2 separate regions of the Urocitellus parryii genome follow, and region 2 is linked to region 1. A link is a contact called in public Hi-C data. All regions are on one chromosome and are shown on one strand. Each heading gives the region's core, a stretch centred on a gene start, on an enhancer-like site or on the middle of the called end of the contact. The rest is flanking DNA. Distances are from core to core; before and after follow the strand shown. Region 1 holds the start of Nphp3 (nephrocystin 3). Region 2 holds the start of Tmem108 (transmembrane protein 108).

Region 1 (6,760 bases), core at 1,586-4,085:
GATCCCCTGAGCCTGTAGCCTCTGAAGTTTGCTCTCCAGCTCTCGCTTGGCCCTCAATAAGTCCTGAATTTCATTTTCTTTGGTCTCTCTAAAAATCTTTAAAAAGGAGAATTTTAATTTTGAAATTGTTTTCATAATCCAAAGGTTGTACCATCAACTTTTAAGGGGAAAAAAAGGCTTTCATTCATAAAATCAATATTCACTTGGTCCCCCATCTCCTTTTTTAGGGTAAATGCCCCAGGAGCTTCCCATTTCACAACTGGAGCCCACTGAAATTCTGGAAGAATGGATGTGTGTGGTGTGGGCCTTTCATGTACCCTGAATGATGTTCAGCAAATCTGTCTTCCTGCCACTAAATACTGGTAATGTCTTCCTACACAAAACATCCCCCCAATTTTCCTTTCTCCAAAAAGAAATGCTTTCCTTTTTAAAAATCTCTACTACAATGTTCATTTTTATACCTTTTCTTTGTTACACCACGTCCAACTCAAAAATGAAAAAGTGCTCTACACTAGTTCTTATGAAAATTCTACATAATTTATTTATTCATTGCAATATTCTAGAAACTTTTAAAAATACATTGTTTTTATTCTGTGTCATTCTGAGGTAAAAATGTAGGGAATTTACCTTGAATTGCCGCTTAACTTTATCTCTGTCATGTTCAAATGTAGCTGCTCTCTCCATTGCTTGGTATTTTGCTTCTAAAGCACTTTCTTTTTCTCGAAGTATCTTCTGATAAGTTTTCTGGAGTGCCTGGAATAATTTACCTTGTTATTCCTTCTCAAAAATAATCTCTCTCCCAAATTTTACATTTGTGCCTTTACATTACATAGCTTAGGGTTTTAATAATTTACTATTTTTATCAGTTATCAAGAATTTCATGTTGCCATTTTATTAAAATACATAATTAACAAATGCAAATATGCCTGAACTATAATAAGACACTTCAACAATGGAAATTAATACTTTAAAAAATACTGCTCTGGCTCTTAACTTCCCTATGGCTCAGTTTTTCTATCTTTAAAAAGAAAATACACCTTGTAAGGCTTAACTTGAACGACAGTTAATTCTGGGAGTCTATGCACTCCTTGGCACTATATCTTAGTCATTATTATACCCTGAGCGCTTCATAGTGCCTAATATACTGCAGACTCCCAGTAAAAATGTCTGACTACTGACTAAAATAAATATGGAAGAGATTTTCATGCCTACATAGGTGAGAAAGGAACCAAATGGGACACAAGGAATCAGGATTGGTAACAGGAGTAATCTGGAACTGTGACATTTGTCAACCCTCTCCACACTCTGCCCTGTTTAGTTTGGCCTTCTTTTCTACCTGTCAACTCACAGTGATTTTCAACATGCAGTGTTCACTGGGCAGTGGCCTGGACACATGAAATCAGATATCTGAAATACACAAGTTCACTTTATGTACTCAAGTGCATTAAGTCCATCCAGTGGGAAACTGATAACAGACTAATGCCAAATATATCTTCGCAGATAACATGCTAACTCTATAACATATAATGGCTAGTGAAGGGGTGAAATAAGAAAACCCGATTTAGAATGCCCAGACTGGAAAAGGGGCTTCCTTATTTTATATAAATGAATCTGAGGTATTCATTTAATTCCTACTGTGATAAGCCCAGGAACTCTTGAGCTGCCTAGAAGTCTCAATCACAGTAGAGTAAATAAACAACACAATAACCTTCAGAGGAGTCCAAAAGAGATGGCATAATGTCTCAGAATTCTGCTCAGGCAATAATCTTTTGCTTTATATACTATCAATGAATTAAAATGTATCTGTTACAAAGGAGGCTGCAAAAACTGCTCCGAGCAAATTAATAATGATATGGACTAAGGGGCTCTAATTACATTCAGGTAAGATTTGCAACCACAGCAGTTGGATGGTGAAAACCAGGAGGCTTCCAGAATAATTCACATCAAGATCATTAAAACCCAGCAGCTCTGGAACTTCACAAATGGGCCATGAGCCCACCCTGGCGGTATGTAAAACTGGCGGCAGGGTAGCAGGACCAGGAGGAATGTGTAGTTTCTCCAACATATGCCACCAGTCTTGGTGTGCAGGCTTCAGAGCCTACTTCCTGGGGACTGGCATTTGAGGCTTCGGGGCACTCCCTAGCTAATTACTTTAAGGTGTCTGAATGAATGAACCACAAATCGAAACGGGGGAGCACAGCTGAAAAGAAATCAGTTTGGACTCACGAAATGAATGGCCCCTCAAAATGAGGGAAATTTTCTCTTCCACTTTTTATAGTATTTCATTTGGAGAGGGGACACGGTGGACAAGGGACGGGTCAGGCGTCCGGGGTGCAACCTAGCAGTGCCACCAATCTGCTGCACAGTATGGGCAGGTCGTTCTGGGTCTCAGTTTCCCCAGAGTCCCGGCCGCCTCGGGTGCGCGCCCGCGTTACCTGCAGCTCGGCCCGCAGCCGCTTGTTCTCGGTGTCCAGCTTGGCCTCGCGGCGGCCCATGGACAACAACTCCTGGTTCTTGCTGACCCGGAAGATCTCGTACTCTTTCTTGAGCCGCTCGTACTCGGCCGCTGAGTACTCCAGCTCCGGCACCGACGAGCCGGTGGACTTGAAGCTGGCGCCCAGTAGCCCGCCGCTGCCCGCCGCGCGGGGCAGTGACCCGGGCCCGGCCGCCGCCGCCACCCCCGCCCCCCGGCGGAACGAGTTGCGCAGCAGGCGGGCCTTGGGCTTCACCTCTACCGGGATCTCGCAGGCCTCGCCGCCGCCAGCCCCGTAAGTGTCCTCGATCACCTCTCCGCCCGCGGGGCTCACCAGGGACGAGGCTGTCCCCATGGCGCCAGGGTCCACCGCAAAGCGTCTGCTGGGTACCAGGAGGGGGCGGGACAGGAGGAGCGGGGCGGAGCGGGGCGGGGCAGTGGGGCGGGGCTGGACAGCGGGGCGGGGCTGGACAGCAGGGCGGGGCTTGTCAGCAGGGCGGGGCTTGTCAGCAGGGCGGGGCTGGACAGCAGGGCGGGGCGGGGCGGGACTGGAGGTGCAGGGCGGGGCGGGGCTGGACAGCAGGGCGGGGCGGGGCAGCGGGGCGGGGCAGCGGGGCGGGGCTGGACAGCAGGGCGGGGCGGGGCGGGACTGGAGGAGCAGGGCGGGGCGGGGCTGGACAGCGGGGCGGGGCGGGGCAGTGGGGCGGGGCTGGACAGCTGGGCGGGGCTGGACAGCAAGGCGGGGCTGAGCGGGACTGGAGGAGCGGGGCGGGGCGGGGCTGGACAGCGGGGCGGGGCATCCGCAAGGGCGGGGCAGAGGGGCGGGGTCAGCAGGAAACCAGGCTGTTCCGCAAGAGACGCGAGGGGCTAAGGCAGCAGGGCTTGGCAGCAGGATTGCGCCGAGAAGGGAAGGATTTTTCGGAGAGTGGTTGCAGGCGGTGGCGGGACAGGGAGAAGGACAGGGCGAGCAGCGGCGAACAGCTAGCTTCTTGGCTGCCAAATCTGACCAGTACTGTTACAGGGCCCAGCTGGACCGGCCAGCGGGACGTCGGGGCTGCTCTCTGATTCCTGTGCCCAAATTGAGGCTCCGTGGCAGGCAGACCGCACAGTGAGCACCGACCTGGATCTAGCTGCTTCACATCCGATGTTACTATTTCTGTCGCTGCTGTTGTCCCTCCTGACCATGGACTCCTTTCTGCAGGCATTTGGGAAATCTGAGAAATGGATTGAGCACCTATTATGTGCCTCTTGTGATGCCACCCCCCTACACCTTTTTTTTTTTAACTAGGGATTGAACCAGAGGTGCTTTACCACTGAGCCACATCACGATGTGTGTATCTTAGGATGCATGTAGATAGAATGTCCAGGAAGACACAGTACCAGCCAAGAAAGAACTTTTAGGTTTTAAAACCGGAGACCATTAGGGACAACCTTAGAGAAGGCCAGATTTTATAACTGTGGCAATAAGACATTGGGGACCATACATCAAAGGAACTGTGAGGCAACTCACCAATTAAAAATATAAAGAGTATCATAGTATTTGCAGGAAGGGTTGGATTTAAGGAAAGAGAGAGAGAGAGAGAGAGAGAGAGAGAGAGAGAGAGAAACTGCATTAGGTTGCTTAGAGAGAGGTTTGTTCCTATTTTCCTCGTTATTCTGTTTTGTGATTTTGACCCTCTTCCTGCTAAACTCTGCAGATTGGAATTTAGGATACAATGGAAAGGACCAGATGAGGGCAGGAAAGGTGGTATTTGTCACTTGTGAGCTGGATATTGTTGCTTTTTGGACTGGGTAATAAAGCTGGCTCTTTCTTTCTTAGGCAATTTTGTAAATTCTTCAAAATACCAGCCCCCCCTCTCCAGCCTGCCACCTCTCTCCCATTGCTTGAAGTCTTTAATTTTTTATTCTGTTGACCAGGGCTGATGTAATTTTATTCCAGCTATAAGGAATCCAGTAATACTTTAAGCATCCTCTCCATTAATGTCTGATCATTGGTCTTGGGTCCTCCTTGAAAAACTTTTAAGATAATCCATGCTGGTTCAACTATGGTACCCACCTGTGATCCACAGGTGTTGTGGGTCTGGTTTTCTGAAAAGCAGATCCTGAGATGGAGACAATTGTGCAAGAGTTTGTTAAGGTGTGCCCTTGGGATTAATGCTTGTGGAACGGAAAAGAAAGAAGCAAGATTGGTCAGAAGGAAAAGTCGAAGCTGTCCTGTGGTCTCAATGGGGACCTCAGCCAATCCTGTAGAAAGTTTTGAAACTGGGATGGCCATGCATAATTTAGTCCTAATTTGGGGGGGGGAGGTCTGGAACTTTATCTCCAATTAGGCCAGTCTCCACTCTCTGTAGCTGATGGACATTGACAGCTGAGAGCTGTCTGATGGCAGGACTTCCAGTGGCTAGAGGTCAAATCCTTCAGACATCACATCTACCCCAAAGTAAACAACAGCCTTTTCCTCAAAGGACTCTGGGAATGCTGGCCAATTCTAATTCCCAAAGGACTCTGGGAATGCTGACCAATTCTAATTCAATTCTCTCCTTCACTCCCTCCTTCAAAGTAGTTGGTCCTTTCTTTGGCCATTTAGATTTTCTTCAGGCCATTGTGTTCTTCAGAATTCAAGGAAAATATAGTAATTTCTTCAGGTAGTCTCCCGAGAGAAAGGGAAATTTTCCATAGATCCTAAGAACCTTCTACCTTTTCAAATCTTTTCTGATCTCTAACTTCCAATGTCTGTACCCTCAATGTGGATCAGGGATTTAAGGATCATCCTGTAGGTTTCTGACCAATTCCTTTAATTTTTTTTGCATCTTAGTACTGCATCTGCTTTGGAATGTGTCTCAGCTGAAGACTGAGACTCTTGCATAATAAAATAGGCTTCACCTGTTTCCCCTAACCAAAAGGGATAAACTGCACCAACTACCCACAGTTCGTGGGGTAAGTTTAGATTCTGCAGTATGGGACTGAGTGCTCTGAAGCAATCATCTCTTCTTTACTCACCTCTTATCAATCTAGTAACATCTCTCTATGCATGTTTCTTCACCTCTGTCAGGCTAATTTTTTATTTTTTCATACTACTGTGTTTGGTTTCTATTTCAGTTCTCTCTGCCAACCCTCCATTCTTTCTCTAAGAAAGTTTCCTTAATAATCAGACTCTTTGAAAGTTTATCACATCAACAATTGCAATTCAATAACCATTTCATACTCTGTGCTTAGCACTGTACTTGTTTCCTGACTCCGTTTTCCATTCATTGCATCTACCTTCTATGGATTTGGGGTTTGGGGTAGCTACTGTTATTGTTGTTATGCCATTTGTTGCTTTTGAGTATTTCTTGAGTACAAAATGTAGATCAAATGACTGATGTGTCTAAAGAGAGCAGTGTGGCCCCCGTTGTCAAACAAAAAAACAAAAAAGAAAAATGCATATGAACTGGTTGTCACAGATGTCTTTAATTTTTAAATGGCTTGGCAGACGCCCCAAAGCACAAATCTAGGTTTATCAAGAACCTGGAGATGTACCCCTATATAGTGATTACTGGTAGTCTTTCTTATCAGGTACCCTATGTATGATCCTGGATAACCACTTGTCAATGCTGAAGTGATCAAATCTGTGAGTGAGCTCAAAGGTTTTAGCCAACTGAAACTGCCAGCTAGTAAGCTCTTTAATAGGATGGTTGGTTTTCAGTGTGTTTTGTAATCCTGAAACATGACAGAGTTTAGTCTAATTTCCAATCTCATTATCTGTTTTTTTTTTCTTTATGTAAGGAGGTGAATTTAACCTACCTCCTTCACTTAGCTTTTTGAAAGGGTGACTTTGAACACAGAGATACAGTAAGGAATAAAATCTCTGGCAGGTGGTTTGTGACTGATTAAAAATGACTATAATTTTTTTTAACATTCCTCCAATTGAAAGGTGAAGTTTATGACTAGGACAGGCTACAATTTGTGGGACATGGTGCCAGATGAAAATGTAATGGCCCAAGTGTGGGACCCTGTGAGGTTGCATGTGGTGTTCTTCCTAGGGTTACCTGCCCACGAGACCAGTCTGTTTATGACTCCTTCTTGAATCTGAGCTTGTAGTGGATTTGACCATAGACTATGGCAAAAGTGATACTGTTTCTGAGGCCAGGTCCTGAAAGGACGGCAGTTTCATTTCTAGCACCTTGGAACATTGGGAGCCTTGAGCCACCACGTAAAGAAAACTATAATCCTGAGCCTGCAAGATTGGAAGGGTCATGTATGGGCATCCCCTAGTGACAGTCTCAGATGAGCCCAATCTTCCAGCCA
Region 2 (6,760 bases), core at 1,679-4,178, 570 kb after region 1:
CAAGAGACTTACAGAGTAAGTTCTAGCAAGTTCTTTGGGCTTCCTGCCGGGAGGCTCTGAGCCTGTGCAGTGCTCACAGTGGGGAAGTCAGGGCAATTTCTCTCCCTGAGTATTTTGAAGACTAGGCCTTATAACCCCTCTGCCTCTGAAAAAAATTCTCCTGGAGGCCAGAGTGGCTGCTCTTTCACAGCAAGCCTGTCCGTGGGGCCAGTTGGTATCTTTCCCAAACCTCTGTGCCACCCTGGACTCTGCCAAAAGACCACTGTGTCCTTAGTCTCTGGGTTGTGATTGTATCAGACACATCTGGGGCTTTGCCCCGGCAATCCTCAGGAGTCTATGGTTTAACTCCAGCTGTTGCAGCCCCATCAGCTGAGTGCAGGCATAATCTGTCAGACCCTAGGCCCAAGGCTTCCCTGACTCAGCCTCATGAGGTCCAGGGAGTGAGTGCAGGGGAGGCCCACTCGGCTAGTGCAGGCTAGTGCAGAGGACAGCCCCTAGGTGAGGAGTATTCTCCAAGCAGGCAATGTGGGGTTCAGCATACCCAGCTCCTCAGACATACCCAGTGAGTTTGAGTTGCCCATCCCATCATCTCAGAGCTGCCCCGGATGGTTTTTCCCTATTTCACTCATCTCAGACCCCGACAGCTGACCTCACATCACCTCCAATATAAACTGCCTGCACACAAGCCCCTGTTTCTGTCTCTCCCTTTTCAGACAAATGCTTGTATTAGTTTGTATTAGTTGGCTAGGCTGCTATAACAAAATACCTCTTTATGGGTTCTGGAGGCAGGAAGTCCAAAATGAAGATGGCAGCAGGGTTGGATTCCTGAGGCCTCTTTCCTACCACCTACACACTTTCTGCTTTGACCTCACAATTTCATCCCTCTGCAGACAAAGCCCCTGGTGTCACTCTGTAGGTTCTAATCTCTTCGTCTTAGAAGAACACCAGTTGGCCAGATTAAAGTTGCCCTATTGGCCTCATTTTAACTTGATTATCTCCAAATATAGTCACATTCTGAGATTCTTGAGGGTTAGAACTTCCATATATAAATTCAGGGTGGGGGACACAATTCAGGTCTTAACAACATTTATATCAGACCAAGTCACTCATGAAACAACCTGGGGGCTTTTAAGGGAATATTCTATGAAACATTGGCGATTGCCCATCAGCCTCAAGACTGTTCCTTTGGTGCTAAGGTGCAAGGTGTATGGGGCGGGGTGAAGGGGGAGCTGAAATAACACAGAGCCAACAAGCATAGCAACACATTGTTTCTTTTGTGGTTGCAATTTAGGTTCCTCTTCCTCTTCCTGCATTAATGGGGGCAGTTGACCAGAAAAAGCATACATTTTAGAGATAACACTGGTTTCACATACTTCTGATATGATCTCTTCGAGCCTCAGTTTCCCACTGTGCAAAGTGGTTGTGAGGATTAAATCAAGCACATTTTTAGGACTGACTGAAATAAGCCAGGTGCTCTGTTGATGTATGATTGAAGCCATGAATGAATGCCTAAAAGAATAGGCTGCTTAGGGCCCATTATTGGTCCTAGGGATGATGGGCATGGTAACCTTCACTCAACCCCAAGTTACTTAACCCTTCACCTCTCACTTAGAAGTTCAGGTGAGAGGCACAGGGGTCTACACACGTACCTAAGGTGATCACAGAGCTTTGGGTCCCTGCCCTGTCAGCAGCTGCTGGCCCTCCCAGCCAGTGTGTGAATCCCATTTGGGGCCCCTGCATTGACCATATGTCCTGCTGGAATCTGGACAAGAGCTCTGACAAAGTTAGTCCAGGGGCCAAAGTCTAGAATCGCAAAGAAGTGTGTTCATATGAACAAAGGGGAGTGGGCAGGTCAGAATCAGGACCTAGGAAATGTCTGCCGCTCCTCAGCAGGAGAGACCAGCTCTTCCTAACCCACGTGCGGGCCCAGTCCACCTGGCAGTCTGTGATCTGAGGGATCCGACGGTGTATATGAGATATTATTTTTAAAGACTGACTCATGCTGCTAAGATTAATAAGACCATGCATATTTAGAAATGTTTTTAAATGTATAGGTTTTTATCTTTTGCATCTTTTCAATGAACTAAAAAGTACACACATTGACTATCATGCAATTTTTTTTTTAATGTTCAAAAGGGCTCCTCCTACTCAAAAAGACTGGGTACCACCCAGGAGATTTTTCAGAGTTCAGCCACTTAGGTGCCATCGGAAGAGCTGTTACTAATAACAAAAATTACAATGCCAGCTGGCTTGCATAGAGTGTGTTTTCTATTCCAAACTCTGTATCAAGTGCTTTATGGGTGTCTGGTCTGGATGCCCTTTCCCTGGACCAGTGTCCCCTTCCTTCTGTCCCTCCTCTTTGACACTGAGACACCTCTGCCTTCTTTTAGGATTGTTTGTGGATTTATGCAAGCTCATCCAGGGCCAGGTGCTGCCCTGCTCCATTTGGGGTCCTCAGGGTCAAGGAGAGGGTAGCCCCTCTTTAATTGTTTGGTGATTCGGTCTTGGTGAGCAGAGGCTCAACATTTGTACCTTTGTCCAGTTCAGAGAAGGGAAGGGGAGCTGGTTCGCTCTGCCCGGCCGGCCTTCCTCAGGCAGTTCTGAGTGGCTCATGTGGCCAAGCTGGCCTTGCTCACTCTTTAGCTGTAGAAGACGAGGTACCGTGGAAGCCACAGCCTCTGAGGCTCCTGCTTTGCCTTAGGCAGAGGCTAATGGCCTAAGACATTTGAGAAAGGACGGTCTAGCCAGTTCCACTGGCTCTGGGTCTCCTGGTGCTGGCATCTCTTCCTAGCCTGTGCTGGTGGCACCTACGCCATAGGCATGTCCAGCTGCACATATGGTTCTGTGTCCCACTGAGTGTCATGCATCAGTGTGAGCCTCAAAAATGCTCCTGATGCATCCCCTGCAATCCCAAAGCTTTCTAAGGTCATGGGTAAGGAGGGAGCCCCTAAAAACAGCTCCTCGGGGACCTCACCTCTCCTCTCTGTCTCCCTCTCCAGGCTTCCTCCTGACCTTGGCACTGACCGAAGCACTGGTACTTGCTGTCCAGGAACCATCTCCCAGGGAATCTCTCCAGGTCCTCCCCTCAGGCAGTCCCCCAGGCACCATGGTGACAGCATCCCACAGCCCTACAAGACCCTCCTCCACGGCGACGAACCCCCATGCCGATGAACCCTCCTCACAGGCCGCAGCTACCACGGCAACGACAGCCCATCCAGATGGGCACCCTCCTACAAACACTGTTCCCACCGTCGTGGTGACAGCAACCACCCCCCCTCCCGAAAGGCCCCTGCTCACAGGTTCCCCTCCAGTTCCTATGGCAACCACACCCTCGCATTCAGAGGGCCGCCCCCCGGGGGAGGCCGCCCCCACCATCCTGCTGACAAAGCCAACAGGAGTCACCAGCCGGCCCACCGCCGCAGTCCCCCGGGCTACCACCCGCAGGCCCCCCAGGCCCCCCGGCTCTTCCCGAAAGGGGGCTGGGGGTTCATTGCGCCCTGTCCCACCTGCCCCCGGTGGCGGCTACTCTGGGAGGAAAGAAGGCCAGCGAGGACGCAATCAGAGCTCCACGCACCTGGGGCCGAAGCGACCCCTGGGGAAGATATTCCAGATCTACAAGGGCAACTTCACAGGGTCTGTGGACCCCGAACCCTTGGTCCTTTCCCCCAGGACACCACCCTGGGGGAACGCCTCTTCGCCACAGCCCCAGACAGTGGCTGTGACCACAGCATCCGGAAGTACCTCGTGGGCACCCCCCACTACCCCTGCGGTGCCTGCAGAGGACAAGCCAAGCCTTAGCAGAGCAGACCAGGGGGGTGTCCCCACCTTCACCAGCCCAGGAGGGGAGCCGGTCGCCACCGCTGCCTCAGGTGCCCCTGCCCGTCCACAACCTGCCCCAGTGCCTTCTCAACGCCCCCGTGGTGACGTGCAGGACAGCCCCAGCCACAGTGACTCTTGGCTTACTGTCACCCCTGGCACCAACAGACCTCCGTCTGGCAGCTCTGGGGTCTTCCCAGCTGCCCCGGGGTCCACACAGGCTGCCTTTGATGCCAGTGGCTCAGCCCCTTCCCAGGGGATTCCTCAGGGAGCATCCACAACCCCACAGGCCCCAGCCCGTCCCCCCGGGGCCTCAGAAAACACTGTTTCTCCAGCCGAGGAGGAGGCAGCGGCCTCCCCCACCGTGACCGACAGGGTGCCCAGTCCTCTCTCCACCGTGGTGTCCACAGCCACAGGAAACTTCCTCAACCGCCTGGTCCCCGCCGGGACCTGGAAGCCCGGAACAGCAGGGAACATCTCCCACGTGGCTGAAGGAGACAAGCCCCAGCACAGAACCACCATCTGCCTGAGCAAGATGGACATCGTCTGGGTGATCCTGGCCATCAGCGTACCCATCTCCTCCTGCTGTAAGTGCCTGGCTTCTCCCCACTCCCCTCCCTCCTCCCTCTCCACCCACCATGCCAACAGTACTCATCCTTCGCCCTAGAGTTCTCCCACCCCCACCCAGTGGGCTGCAAGGTTCCCTGAGTCCCAGGAAACCAGGGAGCAGGAGACAAGAATCACAGCTTCACCCTGTCCCTGGTTCTGGGACCCACCAGGCCATGGCTCAAATGTCCTCAGGTCATAAAGCCACAGTTCCCAAGAGCTGGGGAGGACCTTACAGACAATCTAATCCAACCATGTATTTTTCAGGAAAAAAAAAAAGAAGAAGAAAAAAAAAAGTAAAAAGCTTACTCAGGTTCCAAGAGTCACAGGCAGGGCTGGGACTGGACCTTAGAGCACCTTCCAGCCAGTGCTCCTGCCATGACACTGCCCTGCCTCCTGGGCAGCCTGCCAGACCCTACAGTAACATGGCATGAAGTCAGAGGGTGAAAGCTGAGCCTTCCAAAGAAACAGCCTCCCAACCAGCCAAGTCCTCACTGACCTCTCCTCCTCTGCGTTCCTTCTTGTCTTTTCATTCCTTTCCTCCTCACTCCCTTCTCCTGAGAAAGAAGAGGAGGTAATGCTTCCATGCAGTGGGGAGTTCCATGGGCCTTAGGGGGAAAAACAACAACAACATGGCTCTTGCAGCTAAAGGAAGGCTTGAGAGTTATGTGGTTATGTGCATTTTAGCTCCTCTCCACCTGCACGCCACCCCCAGCCCGCTTTATTTGTTCTTGGGTGGTATGAGCTGGGTGCAGGGTGGACCTCATCCTTCCATTTTGCTCTCGTGAGGTCCACCAGCATCTCCTTACTGCTGCCTGTCCCTGTGTGAGTGAGGAGTCGGGGGACATTTTCCCCGATGTCTCCATAAAGAGTGTGCTGTGGTCTCTCAGAACCTTAGGGCTTCCTTCGTCTTCTCCAGGTGGTTGATCTTCTCAGTTTCTCTGGTAACCTTGCAAGGATCTTCACTGGCCTCAGCCCCATCCCACCCCACCTGGTTGCCATTCCCTGGACCCTTCTAGTGATGAGAGCTCCCACCATACTCCTCACTCCCTGGACAGCCTCTTCTTCTTGGACCCTTCAGGATTTCTCCTGCTCTCCTGGGGGCCTGAAGTTGGCCCCCTTATAATTTTTACCCCATGACCCCAAGCTATGCCTTCTGAAACCACACAAATCAGTCCATCTAACAATCTGGGAGCAATGGAATGGCTCTGAAGAGCAGCGTTCTTTGTCCAATCTGCTCATCCTTGACCTTCAAGTCTCTTTCATAGGGCTGCCTTGGCCCTGGTCCTATCCCCCATCTGTCCCCTCTGTATGGCCACCACTTTATTCCTGTTTATCTAGAAAGGAACACAGTTTTTCACACGTGCCCAGCCATGTCGGAGGAAGCTAATGGTGGACGCTTTGGCCACAGTCGACCTGCACTGGCATCAGCCCTGTTGGTTGTACTGACTTGAGGTCATGCCACGGGCGCTCCTTGACCTCAACAGGCTTCCCACAGGGCAGAGGCCTCCTCCAGCGCAGGCAGTGAACCCAGGATGAGTGTGAGTGGTCCGTGCCTTTAACATGAGCTGGGATTTCCGCTTGGCATTAGACTCCCCCCAGATATTTTCTAATCTGGAATCTAGATTCTTCCCAGGCGCCACTTCCGCCTGCTCATTAAGCCACACAAACTTTCCGTGTTTGCAGGCAGCCTGCTGCTGCTCTAGGACCCTAATCAGGAAAAGTGAAAATATTTGCAAGTTGCATATTTCATTCTTAATAAAAGCAGCTGTATCATCTCTCGTGGAAACACATAATTTATAAACTGTGATTGCCTACTTCTAAAATGGAAGAATGATAATGAGACAATGTAGCACTCTTGGCCAATTTTATTTTATTTTATTTTATTTTTGTACTACGGATTGAACCTAGTGGCACTTTAGCACTGAGCCACATCCCCAGCCCTTTTCTATATAGATACATTTAAAAAAAAAAAAAAAACAGGATCTCACTGAGTTGCTTAGGGTATTGCTAAGTTGCTGAGGCTGGCTTTGAATTTATGAACCTCCTGCCCCAATAAAATGATTAATGGTCGTGTTTGAGAAGGAACCACACAAGAGACAGCTTTTTACTTTTCCACCCTTTACATGTGTCTTGGACACTCTAGTTTACAAAGTGAGTTCTTAATCATTCCTTAATCATTCCTTCTTTAAAACAAACTAGTCAGAGAAAATAAAACAAAAAACGAAAACGAGGTACCAGGGTGGACTGTGGTCATCATCCACCCTTTACAGATGGGAATTAAGTTGCTAGGTAAAGTAATTTGCCCAGAGTCCCCATCTTGCAGTCAGTCAGCCCT

Evidence for each region. A called contact is a pair of places that touch in the nucleus more often than the background predicts.
Region 2: a contact with region 1 is called in a Hi-C map of liver, with 8 times the contacts expected there. The contact joins the promoter of Tmem108 here to the promoter of Nphp3 in region 1. A contact is called at or near these places in 2 of 2 Hi-C or Micro-C datasets (liver and muscle).

What each region holds. Positions count from the first base shown.
Region 1 is chr2:97,412,178-97,418,937 of mUroPar1.hap1, forward strand. Nphp3 (nephrocystin 3) reads right to left here and starts at 2,836. Exons shown (of 27, transcript XM_026384032.2): 1 at 2,436-2,836; 2 at 628-753; 3 at 1-96. The coding sequence starts at 2,828.
Region 2 is chr2:97,983,655-97,990,414 of mUroPar1.hap1, forward strand. It overlaps Tmem108 (transmembrane protein 108), which reads left to right and starts at 2,929. Exons shown (of 4, transcript XM_077795492.1): 1 at 2,929-2,932; 2 at 3,000-4,403. The coding sequence starts at 2,929.